2 separate regions of the Bicyclus anynana genome follow, and region 1 is linked to region 2. A link is a contact called in public Hi-C data. All regions are on one chromosome and are shown on one strand. Each heading gives the region's core, a stretch centred on a gene start, on an enhancer-like site or on the middle of the called end of the contact. The rest is flanking DNA. Distances are from core to core; before and after follow the strand shown. Region 1 holds the start of LOC112048641 (adenosine deaminase 2-like). Region 2 overlaps LOC112048640 (T-box transcription factor TBX3).

What was found. Hi-C and Micro-C count contacts between places; a contact is called where the count stands out from the background.
Region 1: a contact with region 2 is called in a Hi-C map of whole body, with 3 times the contacts expected there. The contact joins the promoter of LOC112048641 here to the enhancer-like site in region 2. A contact is called at or near these places in 2 of 2 Hi-C or Micro-C datasets (whole body and whole larva).

Annotation. Positions count from the first base shown.
Region 1 is chr8:14,285,832-14,292,441 of ilBicAnyn1.1, reverse strand. It overlaps LOC112048641 (adenosine deaminase 2-like), which reads right to left and starts at 5,006. Exons shown (of 1, transcript XM_024086269.2): 1 at 1,184-5,006. The coding sequence starts at 4,961. The coding sequence ends at 3,450.
Region 2 is chr8:13,998,562-14,004,984 of ilBicAnyn1.1, reverse strand. All of the region lies in intron 5 of LOC112048640 (T-box transcription factor TBX3), which reads left to right. Among protein-coding and RNA genes, the nearest start is that of LOC112051554, 72 kb to the right of the region's middle. Within about 2 kb of position 2,809, at least 5 of the 8 cell types and tissues checked have open chromatin away from gene starts, as enhancers often do.

The sequences.
Region 1 (6,610 bases), core at 3,757-6,256, 290 kb before region 2:
ACGACGGAGACGATCAACCTGATTTACGAGCTGAAAACATCGTTAAAGTAATCTTCCGAGGCGAACAATCGCTTCGTTAATGTTATTTAGGTACTTGATTCGTAAATTCCGATCCGCCTGAACTGTCTCATTGGTCCCTAGGTAAGCTGGTGCGGCTACGGTCAATGAGATCCAGGGTTAGAATCTTGGGTCAGGCATTCAGGCCAACATAATGAAATACGTTATTGGGATTTTTCTTATAAGAAAAATCTTAATAGCAGCCTGGAATTGGGAAAAAAATCGCGTGACTAGCGGAGGATTAAGCTTTCTTCTTTCTGATTGTGTAAGTGCCGTAGGCTTGGGTGACCGCAGAAACATCGCCTGATGGGACCCGAAAGCAGAAGCAGAAGAAAAGATGGACGGAACGACTCCGTAAGGGCGTTTCTTTTTATTCTCGAACCTCGGCTTAGAAGTTCTGCATGGGTGTTTTGAACTGAGTGTATTCGTTGTCCCCCTGATAGTTTGTTAAAATGCCCATGTCCAGGTGACATCAGATATCAGGAGCCGGCGAAGACGCTGTGTAGCTTGTGTTTGTTTTGCCTGGGAAGCGTAGTCGGTCGTTACGTCGTCGTCAGGATCGCAAAAGGATGTGTTATGCTTCATGTGCCTGGAGTAATTTCACCAGCAGCCATGCCATTCAGCCAGGAACACAGCAATTCTACGAACGACAATGCTTCCCAGACAACACAAACATAAACTACACAGCGTATTCTTCGCCGGCGAAGTTGAGGTCCCCGATATCTGACGTGGGTTTTTTTAACCCATGATCTCGGGGGTGCCTGGACTGATACGCTCAGGCCAAAACACCTTTCCAGAATGGCCATCTAAGCCGAGGTCCGAGTCTCAGAGGAGACGCCCTTAGAGAATCGTTACGCCTACATCATCTGTCTTCGGGTCCAAACAGGCGATGTATCTGCGCTCACCCAAAACCTCTGATGACGCCGCTTAGGTCCCATTAAAGAGCCTGCGGCACTTATACAATCAGAAAAAAAAACCAGCAATGCTATTTGGAGGCAGAAATAAACATGGCGGTAATGCTTTTCCCGGATGAGCTCTGTCCACAATAAGCTAAACTACGAGTACTTCTAAGGAACTGGTGTTGACGCTGGTATTTTTCTCGGGAAACAGCAAAATAACATTATTATTGTATTTGCATCATTTATTTATTGCTATTATTCTAATAATTAAGCTTATCACTATAGTCTATAAGTATATCACAACATTATAAAACAAAGTCCTGTACCGCGTCATCTTTTTCTCAACATCTAGGCACAAACGTAGTATCATAATATCTATGGGTTTTACCAATAGCGCAGAGATTCATCAGAGAGAGATGAATAAGGTCAAAATATGTAAGTGATTGCCTCGTGAGTCCCAGCCCTGGATTGGCCTATAAGCTATTCAGGCAATTGTTCTGGACATCCCGGGGGCATCAGAACCGACCAAGAAACCAAAAAATTAGCAGTGGCGTGCACAGGGTTCTTAAATAGGGTATGCACTATAGGTACAAAGTGGAAAATTCCAATACATGTTTGTAATGAGTTTTCAGAGTAGGCAGGGCATTTTTGCATCTATGGTGTGCATGCCACTGAAAACGAACACGAATGTTAAAGTAATTTCGAAATCCGCATGTTTTAAATTATAACATCTTTTTTCATTATAACACTATTTTTTTTCTTCATTACAAGTTAACCCTTGACTACAATCTCACCTGATGGTAAGTGATGATGCAATTTAAGATAGAAACGGGCTAACTTGTTAGGAGGAGGATGAAGACCCACACCCCTTTCGGTTTCTACACGACATCGTACCGGAACTCTAAATCGCTTGGCGGTGCGCTTTTGCCGGTAGGCTGGTAACTAGCCATTGCTGAAGTCTTCCACCAGCCAGACCTGGACCAATTAAGAAAACCTCAATCGGCTTAGCCATGGATCAAACCCAGGACCTCCGTCAAGTAAATCCACCGTGCATTCCACTGCGCCACGGAGGCCGTCAAAGATGGGTATGATAGGGACACACCGAGGAAGATTGCTGAGGGCATACAGTTACCTTAATCCGGCACTGGTCGGTCCAGTGGCTAGCCTATGTGGCTTTGGATTACGAGGTCCTAAGATCGACTCGTGGGTCGGTCTATGAAATACTGAGCTTTTTTATTATATATTTTTTTTCTAAGTCAGTAAAAATACTCATTTGGGAAATTGGTGATGTTACATTCCTGACCTGTGCCTTGAAGAGCACGTTAAACGGTCGGTCATAATATTAATAGGGATCGTTAAAGAGTATAGTAAGCCGTGATAGCCCAGTGGATATGACCTCTGCCTCCGATTTCGGGGGGTGTGGGTTTGAATCCGGTTCGAGGCATGCACCTCCAACTTTTCAGTTGTGTGCATTTTAAGAAATTAAATATCATCTGTCTCAAATGGTGAAGGAAAATCATCGTTAGGAAACCTACATACCTGAGAATTTTCTTAATTCTCTGCGTGTGTGAAGTCTGCCAATACGACTATTGCTATATTAGGACTATTGGCCTAACTCCTCTTATTCTGAGAGGAGATTCGAGCTCAGCAGTGAGCCGAATATGCGTTGATAATGAAGATAAAGTATAAGCCCGCTAATACTCCTAGGAGCTGGTTTGGTTTTTTGCGTTTTTTTTTGGTTTCTTAGTCGATTCTTGTACCTCCGGGATGCCTGGACCAACGAGACAATCACTTACATTTAACCTTATTTATGAATCTCTGCTGTTGGTAAAACCCATAGATATGATGATAATATGTTTGTGCCTAGATGTTGAGTCTACCGTGTCTAGAAAAAGATGAGGCAGTGCAGGACTTTGTTTTGTAATCATCATTATCAACCCAAATTTGGCTCAATGCTGAGCTCGAGTCTCCTCTCATTCTGAGCCGAATATACGTTGATAATGATGATAAAGTATAAGCCCGCTAATACTCTTAGGAGCTGCGTAGTGGGTCTAAGTTCCATATCCTTTCTTCCGTAAGGAGGGACACCTGACCCCATAATGATAGCAATAGTAACACATAGCGGTGGGAACTATTTTAGCGATGAAGAGGTAAAGGTACATATGCAGTTAGTAGTTAGATCCAAAAATAGTGTTTCAAAATACAAACGAAAACCTACAAGGTCACTAACATAAATAACAATAAGACTTGATTGGCCTTCTAACGACCTTCTATAGAAATCAGCAGGTCTAGGTGCACCAAAAACATTACGAAACTTAATAACTTTGTTTGTCATACCCAATTTCAAATGATTTTTTTTAACGAGACAGTTGTCTATATTTTAAACAGATACATAAGTTATTATCAAAACAATTGAATCATTATAATACGATCATAAATTACTCACAAAATTAAGTTAAGCGTTGTTTCTTCAAACCTATGTACAATATTCCATCACCCAAATATTCTAATAACATCCTCAATAAAAACATTCCATTTCCTATGTAAAAGTCTGTACATGTCTAATTTATTTTTATTATCTAACGAACTATATCTAATAGAGTTAATAACTAATTGTTTTAACATACGTAAATCTGCTTTTTTGCTGGCAACACCAACGAACGCGATGTAATAGTCAGTAGACAATGGATCCGCACCCCAAGCACCGGGATCGTCACTCGACAAAACAACCGGCATTCCGAGAGCCAAATACGTAGCCAGCGGATGATTACGTACGTCACAAACTAATGATAACACCACATTTGATACCACATTCACTTCTATCGCTATATCTCTGTTCCTCACTGCAGCCATAAGCGAAGGGTGTTTAATCAACGCGTATCCATGTCCTATCCTTTTGGACCCCAAAAGTATCGCGTCCACCAAATTCTCGTCCGATACAGTTCCAAACCAATTCGTTTCTCCACCGTGGAAATAAAAATTCAAATCTTCCATAGCATCCGACAGAACCGGGAGGAGATCTATTAACGGTTTTCCCAAATCCTCCTGGCCAACTAAATCGAAACCGGCAACCATTTCCGGTAGCTCCTGTTTAACTATCCGAGCTAAATTTATGGTGTTTCTGATTTGATCAATCCCTGCACTGCGTTGTTTTGTTACAATTAATTTGATGCCCACAAAATCTGGATAATCTTCTTTGAATTGTTTAGCTACTCTGTGATACAGTCGAGGCATATACACTTTGTCGTGTCGAGTGCCATTCAGTTCGTACAAAGCTTTCAATCCACTTCTCAGTTCGACATACATAACGTTGTCTTCGTAAAATTCTTTCAAAGCCTCGTACAAGAATTTCTCTGCTGCGGGCCGGTATTCTACCAAGCCTTTGATAACGTTCACCACTTTTTCAAACCTTTTCCACACGTAATTAATATCTCCCTCATAGTCTTTTTCTTTGTCAGAATACATTGTGAAGTGCGATTTTAGATTGTCATCGAACGCTTGAATGTTTTCGGTGTTGTTTCTCAATTCGCTGATCAGTTGCCATTTAAATGTACAAGGTTGTTGGGGGACGCGCTCGGAGAAGTGTAATTTTAAATCGCCGTCCGCGAAACATGCGTACAAATGGTCCAGGTACGTCAGTTCGAGCATTCGATCAGCGCTCAGTATTAACGAACTGTGGACATGAAGCGCGGCTCCTTTGGGCATTCTCCTGATGATTTGGTAAACTTTGGAATCGATGATATCATTTTTGTACGTGAAGTAGTGTCGCGAGAAATTGAAGTGATTTGGATTGTTGAAGGAGTCGTCGACTTCGTCGTGTTTGTAGCGCATCAGGATGTCGTTCGCTTTGTTTTCTTCGTCGGTAAGACGTATGTTACCTCCCACTTGCAGTTCGGACTCTTCTGCAAGTAGATTGGCTCTCTCCATTGCATAATCGGCCGCGCTCTTGGCCGTCACATCGTGTGCACTGAGCAGAAATAGTACACTCGCAATGATAACGGCCATGTTGTCGTATCAGCTTGATATCTCGGGTCACTGTGACACGGTCACCGTTTTGTGCGACTGAGCCGGCTGGGTGGATAGCGTTTATTTATATAGACCTTGAGTGTTAGCGACATTGGCGTTATTGTTTAATAACATCATAAAAACAAAAGCAAAATCATTTTCATATTAAATAAAAAAGTGAATACTATAGCTACCTTGGTAGGATTTTATTCGTCATCAACCCATATTCGGCTCACTGCTGAGCTCGAGTCTCCTCTCAGAATGAGAGGGATTAGGCCAATAGTCCACCACGCTGGCCCAATGCGGATTGGCAGACTTCACACACGCAGAGAATTAAGAAAATTCTCTGGTATGCAGGTTTCCTCACGATATTTTCCTTCACCGATTGAGACACGTGATATTTAATTTCTTAAAATGCACACAACTGAAAAGTCGGGGGTGCATGCCCCGGACCGGATTCGAACCCACACGCTCCGGAATCGGAGCTCGGCTAACACGGCTCTATCACGGATTTTATACTATAAACTTATTTATGTAGATTTTTATTAATTAGTAGGTAAATTTAAAAAAAGGTTTAATTTAATTGATACGACTTAAACCAGAAATATTGTAAAACTTACATTTGATTCTTTGGTTATTTCTAGATACAATTTAATTTTAAATTTTAAGTACAAAATTGTAAGTACCAACCTAGCACTAACAGACACCCGTGACTTCGTCCATGAATAGGTACATTTTTCCATTATTTATGTGAAATTTTCAGGATTCTTTGCGCCCGATAGATTGATAAAGTTGATAAGGTAGTAGATATAGGTACATCACCTTTTCAATCTATACTATAATTCATCATCATCATATCAGCCGATGGACGTCTACTGCAGGACATAGGCCTTTTGTAGAGACTTCCAAACATCACGATACTGAGCCACCTGCATCCAGCGAATCCCTGCGACTAGCTTGATGTCGTCAGTCCACCTGGTGGGGGGTCGGCCAACACTGCGCTTACTAGTGCGGGGTCGCCATTCCAGCACTTTGGGACCCCAACGTCCATCGGCTCTTCGAACTATGTGCCCCGCCCATTGCCACTTCAGCTTCGCAACTTGTTGAGCTACGTCGGTGACTTTGGTTCTCCTGCGGATCTCCCCATTTCTGATTCGATCACGCAGAGATACTCCTAACATAGCTCGTTCCATCGCCCGCTGTGTGACTCTGAGCCATCTTATGAGGCTCATAGTTAGCGACCAAGTCCCGGAACCAAAGGTCATCACAGGTCATACTATAATTATTAAGAGGTAAAGTTTGTGTAGGGGGTATAATCTCTGTATACTAAACCGATTTTGAAAATACTTTTATCACTAGGAAGCCACGTACGTGAGTGTCATAAACTATATTTTATTCTTACGGAAACGGAAACTACGCAGGTAGTTTGCGAAGTAACTAATAATAATAGGAAGTTACTCGTAGATGGCGGGAAATCGAATCCAAGACCTCACGGATTCGACACCGACTAGGTACCTATTTAGGTACTTACATGGATATCTTGTAATTTGGCATGATTAAGTATAATATTATTTACGTTTAGTAGTAAAAAGAAAATATTTAAAAAAAAATTGGGTTCCTTCCCTAAATGTCGTATCGCTATCGGCATT
Region 2 (6,423 bases), core at 1,560-4,059:
GCAATTTTATTTTATCAATGAATCTATTTATGAATCAAAAGCGTTTTATCAAAACTGACAGACGTTCTTATTATTATTATCATAGCTTAATTTTTCACTTAACTGTTGTACAATAAATAATGTTATCTTTAATAACAAATTATTTCTTTTCTGTTATTTTATTATATGGCCCCCATGGGTAAAAGCCTACTCCATCCTTTTCCATATTTGTCCATATGCATCTAGTTTCTGCCTGCTGTTTTTTATTATATCATCGACCTATCTCTTCTTCTGTCTTCTTACATTTATTTTGCCATTTAGTTTTGTGGTAAGTCCATCTCTTTCTTTATATCTTGACATGAACTGACAGACGTAAGTAGGTGTATGGTGAATGTTAATTTTGTGTACTTTTTTATTACATATCTAGTTTATTGTTATTGATGGTGTAAATGGTTGAGAGAGTAGGTATTCAATTGTCTGTCTATATATTACTTTTCGAGCCAGTACCTACCTTTTCAAGAATTTTATTTTGAAAATATATTTGAGCTTTCTCTTGTAACAAACATTTTGAAGGAGTTATTAAGGGCATATTTCTCCCTTCATATTTTTGCCTAATGCTATTTTGCTACAAGGACCATCTATTTGCAATTAGTAAAAGGTATTTTGTCATTCAAATAAAGCTTAAAGTTACTAATTTTTTTATTGTCATTGAAAGAGCAGAGTCAAGTGACTATGATTATCTTTACATACATTTAAAACGTAAAAATCTTTATCTTAAGGCTAATTAAAGTTAGGAGGATATAAAACTTAATTCATAATGTCTTTGATTGCTCATCTGGTGCTTAAACCATAAGCCGTATAAGCCTATTATTAGGTACCTATTATGTTTGTCGTTTTTTTTTTTACTTTTATACGATTGCTTGATTTGTTTTCGTAGATATAATTGTATGATCTTATAATTTAATTTTAAATCAGTTTTGTCTAAACTTGACTATTCAACTTTCATGTTAAGTTACATCCAGCAGCGAGCAGTAGATACCTACAAATAACCAGTGCTTACCTTTACTATTTTAAAATTATAAATCTCCGTGTCAAACGCTGTAGATCACCGGTTGTATCACTCACCAGCAGGTGTAGCAACCGGGCTCTATTAAAAAAAAACATCACCACAGACATTTCTTCGTGCCCCCATGTTTGTCAACGCTTTTTGTGGTAAAAAGGGCATTAGTGAACCCTTTTGTTTGCCCCCGACTAAGACGGTTTGCGTGTCAACAGGCCCTGTCAATATTGACACATCGGCGGCTCCTATGGCCGACGTAATCTGGTTTGAAAAACAACCATGGAGAAAAAACGCCATAAGCTTTTTATTTTACACGTCCTAAACGGAGTAGGTTAAGAGATCAACTTCCATGGGAAGCGTTAACGACGCATTTAATGCGTTTTATTTACCTTTGCGTACGCATCTACCTATCCACTCTGTTTTCTCGTTGGTTTATTTTTTTTTAAATTTATTCACAGCCCTGGACTCTAGCCTTTTGAGTATTTAATTTTCGTTACCAAATGCGGAAGGATACCAACTTAATAAATAGTTTTATGAGCATAGATATGTCTAAATGTGTGTCTTTTCCTTTTGACTCCTAAATCTACAACACAATTTTATTTTGAATACTTACTCGTCTATAAAAAATCAAAACTAGGCAATTTCGGTCGGTTAGTAGCACATAGTATTTTTATATAGTTTTTCCTTTTTTATTAGGTAGGTGCAATGTAATACCTAAGTAGGTAGGTATGGCTCCTTTATCTGGACATGACTAAAAATACCCGTAAGAGGTTCTTTTATTTTTTATATTTATCCAGGATAAAGAATTAAAGCCTTACGTAAAATTAGAGATACTAGGTATCTATGTATTTAATCGTACGTATATTACAATTAACATGTAAAATTGGCTTGGGTCAGGCCACAAAGATTTTGTCAACCAAGTTATCTATGGCTAGACTAGCTGTTAGCGGATGCACAAAGCACAGGAAACATCTTCGAGTGTACAGATTCAGAAATAGAATAGCAAACGAGTTGGCGTTGGGTTCGTATTACAACGCGGATGCTACGGCAGGCTGCATCCGACTCAGGGACGGAACAACGGAATAAAAGCGATATTTGAATTCAATCGATAAGCGCCCGGACTTTGCCGAAATCCCGTCTTTCCTTCCAACAAAATTCCGAACATTTGCAATAAAAAACTTCTATAGACTCGAATCACGTCTCGATGCCGTTCTGCGAATTAAAATCACAAAAAGCAAGAAAGAGACGGTCGCGCACTCCCCGGGAGGGAACGAGCGACATAATGTGCAACATCGCCGCATCCACGCCCCTATAGGTATAAAATTCAAAATAAGATTTCAAAGGAAGTAAAAGGAAAAACAAACAGTCGCAGTGGGTTTCTCTAGTTTGTTAGAGCGAGATAAGTGCAGTTCGTTCGGCTCCGCCTTTATTGGTTAGTTAATATGACTTATGGCGCGTATGTTTACCGCGCGAATTAGCCATTTGGCGCGAACGTTCGGGCGACGCCCGTCGGCAGCGGAGTGCAGACGCTACGCGTTCAGGATCTCAACTGCAATCGCAGTCGAACGAGCGGAAACACATTCATTACAACTATTTTTAAAATGAAACTCACGTTCGTCTCCTCGTAGTCTACAAAACGGCGTCTAAAATCCCAACAACGCCCTATATTAACCACAAAAAAGAGATATTAATTATCTCTCAATATACTTAGAAAATATTAATAAGATAGATATGACGATATAAGAAACTTCATACTCAACTGATGAGATATCGTAAAGTAAAAAGAGAGCGAACATTATCAAGTATGCATACAACTAACGCCATCTAGAGACGAATAGCTCAAGTATCAAGTTCTTTTTACATTGTAAGCATATTTATTTCATTACAAAAAACTGTTATGAAATCCGATACGTCTATTCATCGTTCGGATAATTGCGAAATATTATTTTTATTATTTCTTTTCTCACTTAATTAAAATTACATTGAATTTATATCAGTAGAAAAACATCGAAAGAGACCAATATATGTGTCTAGTCACGTATCTACTTGGCCATTGCTAGCTGTTTGTGAAGATATATTTTTGTTGCCTTCTATTTATCTTACAACAAAGATATCTTGCAACTTTGTCCATCTAGGTAGGTAGGTATATGAGTTTTTGCAAGTTTAATGTTTTACCTTTATGTATAGGTAGTTTACTTACATTGGCTAATTTTAAACGAGATATTGCACATTTACAGAGAGTTAAAGTATAAAAAATTGCATTCAATTATTTTAGCTTTGATAGGTACCTAGGTAGGTAATGCATGATGTACCTAGGTATAGTTGTTTGTTTGTAGTGACTCTACTAGCAGTTCGTAAGGCCTATAGAGAGAGAGAGGAGCCAAGAAAGTCATTAGTAACTCTTTTAAAATATTTTCTTATTTTTTCCTGATTAGTTTGTAGACAAAAGAACGACACCTTGGCACTACCAATTACCAACTCTTACTCGAATTTTGGCATACTGTTTAGATATAAAAAATATTTTATGCTACCTAGTTGACCAATGAATAGAAAAATTGGTACCTTGTCTTAATAAATCTTGTTATAATAGGTATCTTTTGAGTAAGTCTTTCTGGACCGGATTTGGGTGCTAGACCCAGAAAATAATTATCTCACAGGAGATGTTCACATGTGCACGCGCAAACTTTTCACGCACATACCTACTGGTGCACTCTTTTCACGCACATATTTTTTTTTTAAATAATATTTGCTAATTTTTTTTAAATATGACCAATATTTCCATTCACCTCCAACTAGTCGGAAAAGACTGTGCTAAACCTATTGGTACGACAATAGACCAACGGGGTGAGGATTGAACCACCACCCCTCGGTGATGAGTCCGACCGCTCTTACCGTTGAGCTATTGAGGCTTATTATACATGATATTAATTGATGAATTATATACATTCGAGTATTAGTCAGGTACGATAGGATGATAGGTATTAATCCGACACGACCTGAGTGATCAAGGGAACTATAGTTAGATGCGGTTACCTCAATTGGCTTGATGAGTCTAGACTAGACAATGTAGGTAGGTACCTAAGCATTTAGGTACAAGTAAGTACCTACCGCCGAAATAACATATACGAGTAGGTAAAATTATCCTACCCAGGACTATTTCAGAGACCAAAATATTTTATTAAAAATGCAGGGTAAGACAATTATGCACAAAATAAAATTATAGAAACAGCCTAAGGTCTAGGTGTTCAAATGCACTCGACGATAACAGTTGTCTTCCTATCCGAAATTCTGATTATCGAAATGGTTGGCAGCGGTATTGTATTGCTTTACTAATTCGAGTAGAACTAGAAAAACTCCATGACTATCCCAAAAATTTTAATTGCATATTTAACACGTACCTAATTCTCGACGTCGAGTGTTATGATGTTCTCGTCTCGAATCGAAAATTGTCGATATTTTGTACGCGCAATCCGTTAAACGTAACGTCTCTATTAAGTCGAACGTTCAACAATTATTTTATTATCTGTGTCCGTGTCGAAACGGAACCGAACCGACTGGCGCCATCTCTCGCTTGTTAGCTGAACCCGACACTGTAGGGCGGGCCGTAAACAATGTTATCGATTGTCGATAACTAAAATTATACCTATTGTAATTTTTTAACTAAATAAAGAAATCCCGTCGCCTTACGATTTTAACATGATTTTTTTATTAATTAATTAAATAGTTACCTAATATATTTTTACTTTGTTTTCGTTGCTTTACTCAATATGTTTATAAGTATCCTGTCTATTATAATTAAATAATATCGACGAATTAAAATAGACTTGGAAAACAGATTTTTGAATTCTTAGTTGAATTGATATTATTAGTATCATATCATAGTACTAGACTTAATCAATTCTAAAAGAAACCTATCCTTAATCCTAAGTGCATACAAATTTACACATCCATACAAGCCTGATTAAGTTCGGTCGTGCTCTTTTAAGTGAATCACTTTCAGTCTGTTATCACAAGTCGGACGGTTTAGTCGATTATTTTTAATCGACAAGTGAAATCATCGTGAGACCACCGTGCATCCCCATTTACATATTAATTTGTTGTCCAACCATAAAATAAAGAAATTGGACGGACGAATAAAATACTCGTAATTAAGGCAGACTCACGGTCCACTAGGGTTGTCGGTATTCCAATTTTAAAATCTTGAATGTATAAATGTGAATTAGTTATATCGGCTGTTTTAGAAAATGAAATATAATTTTTCGTTATATTTTATTATGTTACGTTATCATTTATATCTTAATAAATAGGCATTAAGTTAGGTATCTAGGAATAATTTTGATTATTTTGAATTCAGGTTGAGTTTAGGACTTTCAGATTGGCGGTAAATCAATTACATACAACATTATCAAATCCTTCTTAATTTTAAAGCTACTACTATTTCCATATTCTTTATATAATTTTTGATTTGAACACTGTTATTACCTATATAAGTAAGTACATTAAATACCAATTTATAAAATTTTATTTAAGCAGAGACTGTAAAAACAAGCTCAAAATATTTCTAATGTTTTTAAAATCGGTTTCATAATTCTTGAGATTATTTCATTAAGACGCGACAACCCTATCATCTATTTTAATGTTATCGTTCTTGAAATGGACTCGTCTTAGAGAACCGCTTCGTTAGCTTTAAAGCGCGTTTTGTTTTGTATCACTCGATAGCTTTTTACACGTAATATTTGTATCTATAAACTTAACCTTACCCGTATGAGATTTTCTAGCGCTACAAGCCGTCACCATCTTGGCTAAAAAACTTCTTGTACGATAAGTATGGTGTTGACTAGTTCCGATCATGGCGATCAATCAATTGCGCCAGTTAAGAAATGTCGATAAGCAGGTTAAACAGTCGATCCCAGTGATTATAATAATCATCTTTCTCATTAGCCTATTTTAATGTCCTACTGATGGGACAACGCCTTGTATACGAGTACATATTATGATTTGCTCTATACCTATGTGTTGTAAGAAAACACTATTTTCAAAAATCCATTTTACAAATATCAAGGAACCTTCCATGGAAGTTTCCATAGACGCCATTTCGGTCCTCAAAATAACGAAAGGCTCGTAAATATAATATTAAACTGACACATCGTTAGTCACATTCCTATGATTCCTTTATTTCTATAATTTAAAAATTATACAATGTAAAAAATACGAAGTGCATAACGATGCGAACGAACGAACGATGCAAAATTTAAGATTTTTCATGGCACTCCTGTCCTAATTTTATTACTCCTTATAATAATCAAATAATCAAAATCAAAGTAATGCTTATGATATAGAAAAGAATTAAGAAAAGTAGCTGATAGTAAAAATACAGTTTCTGA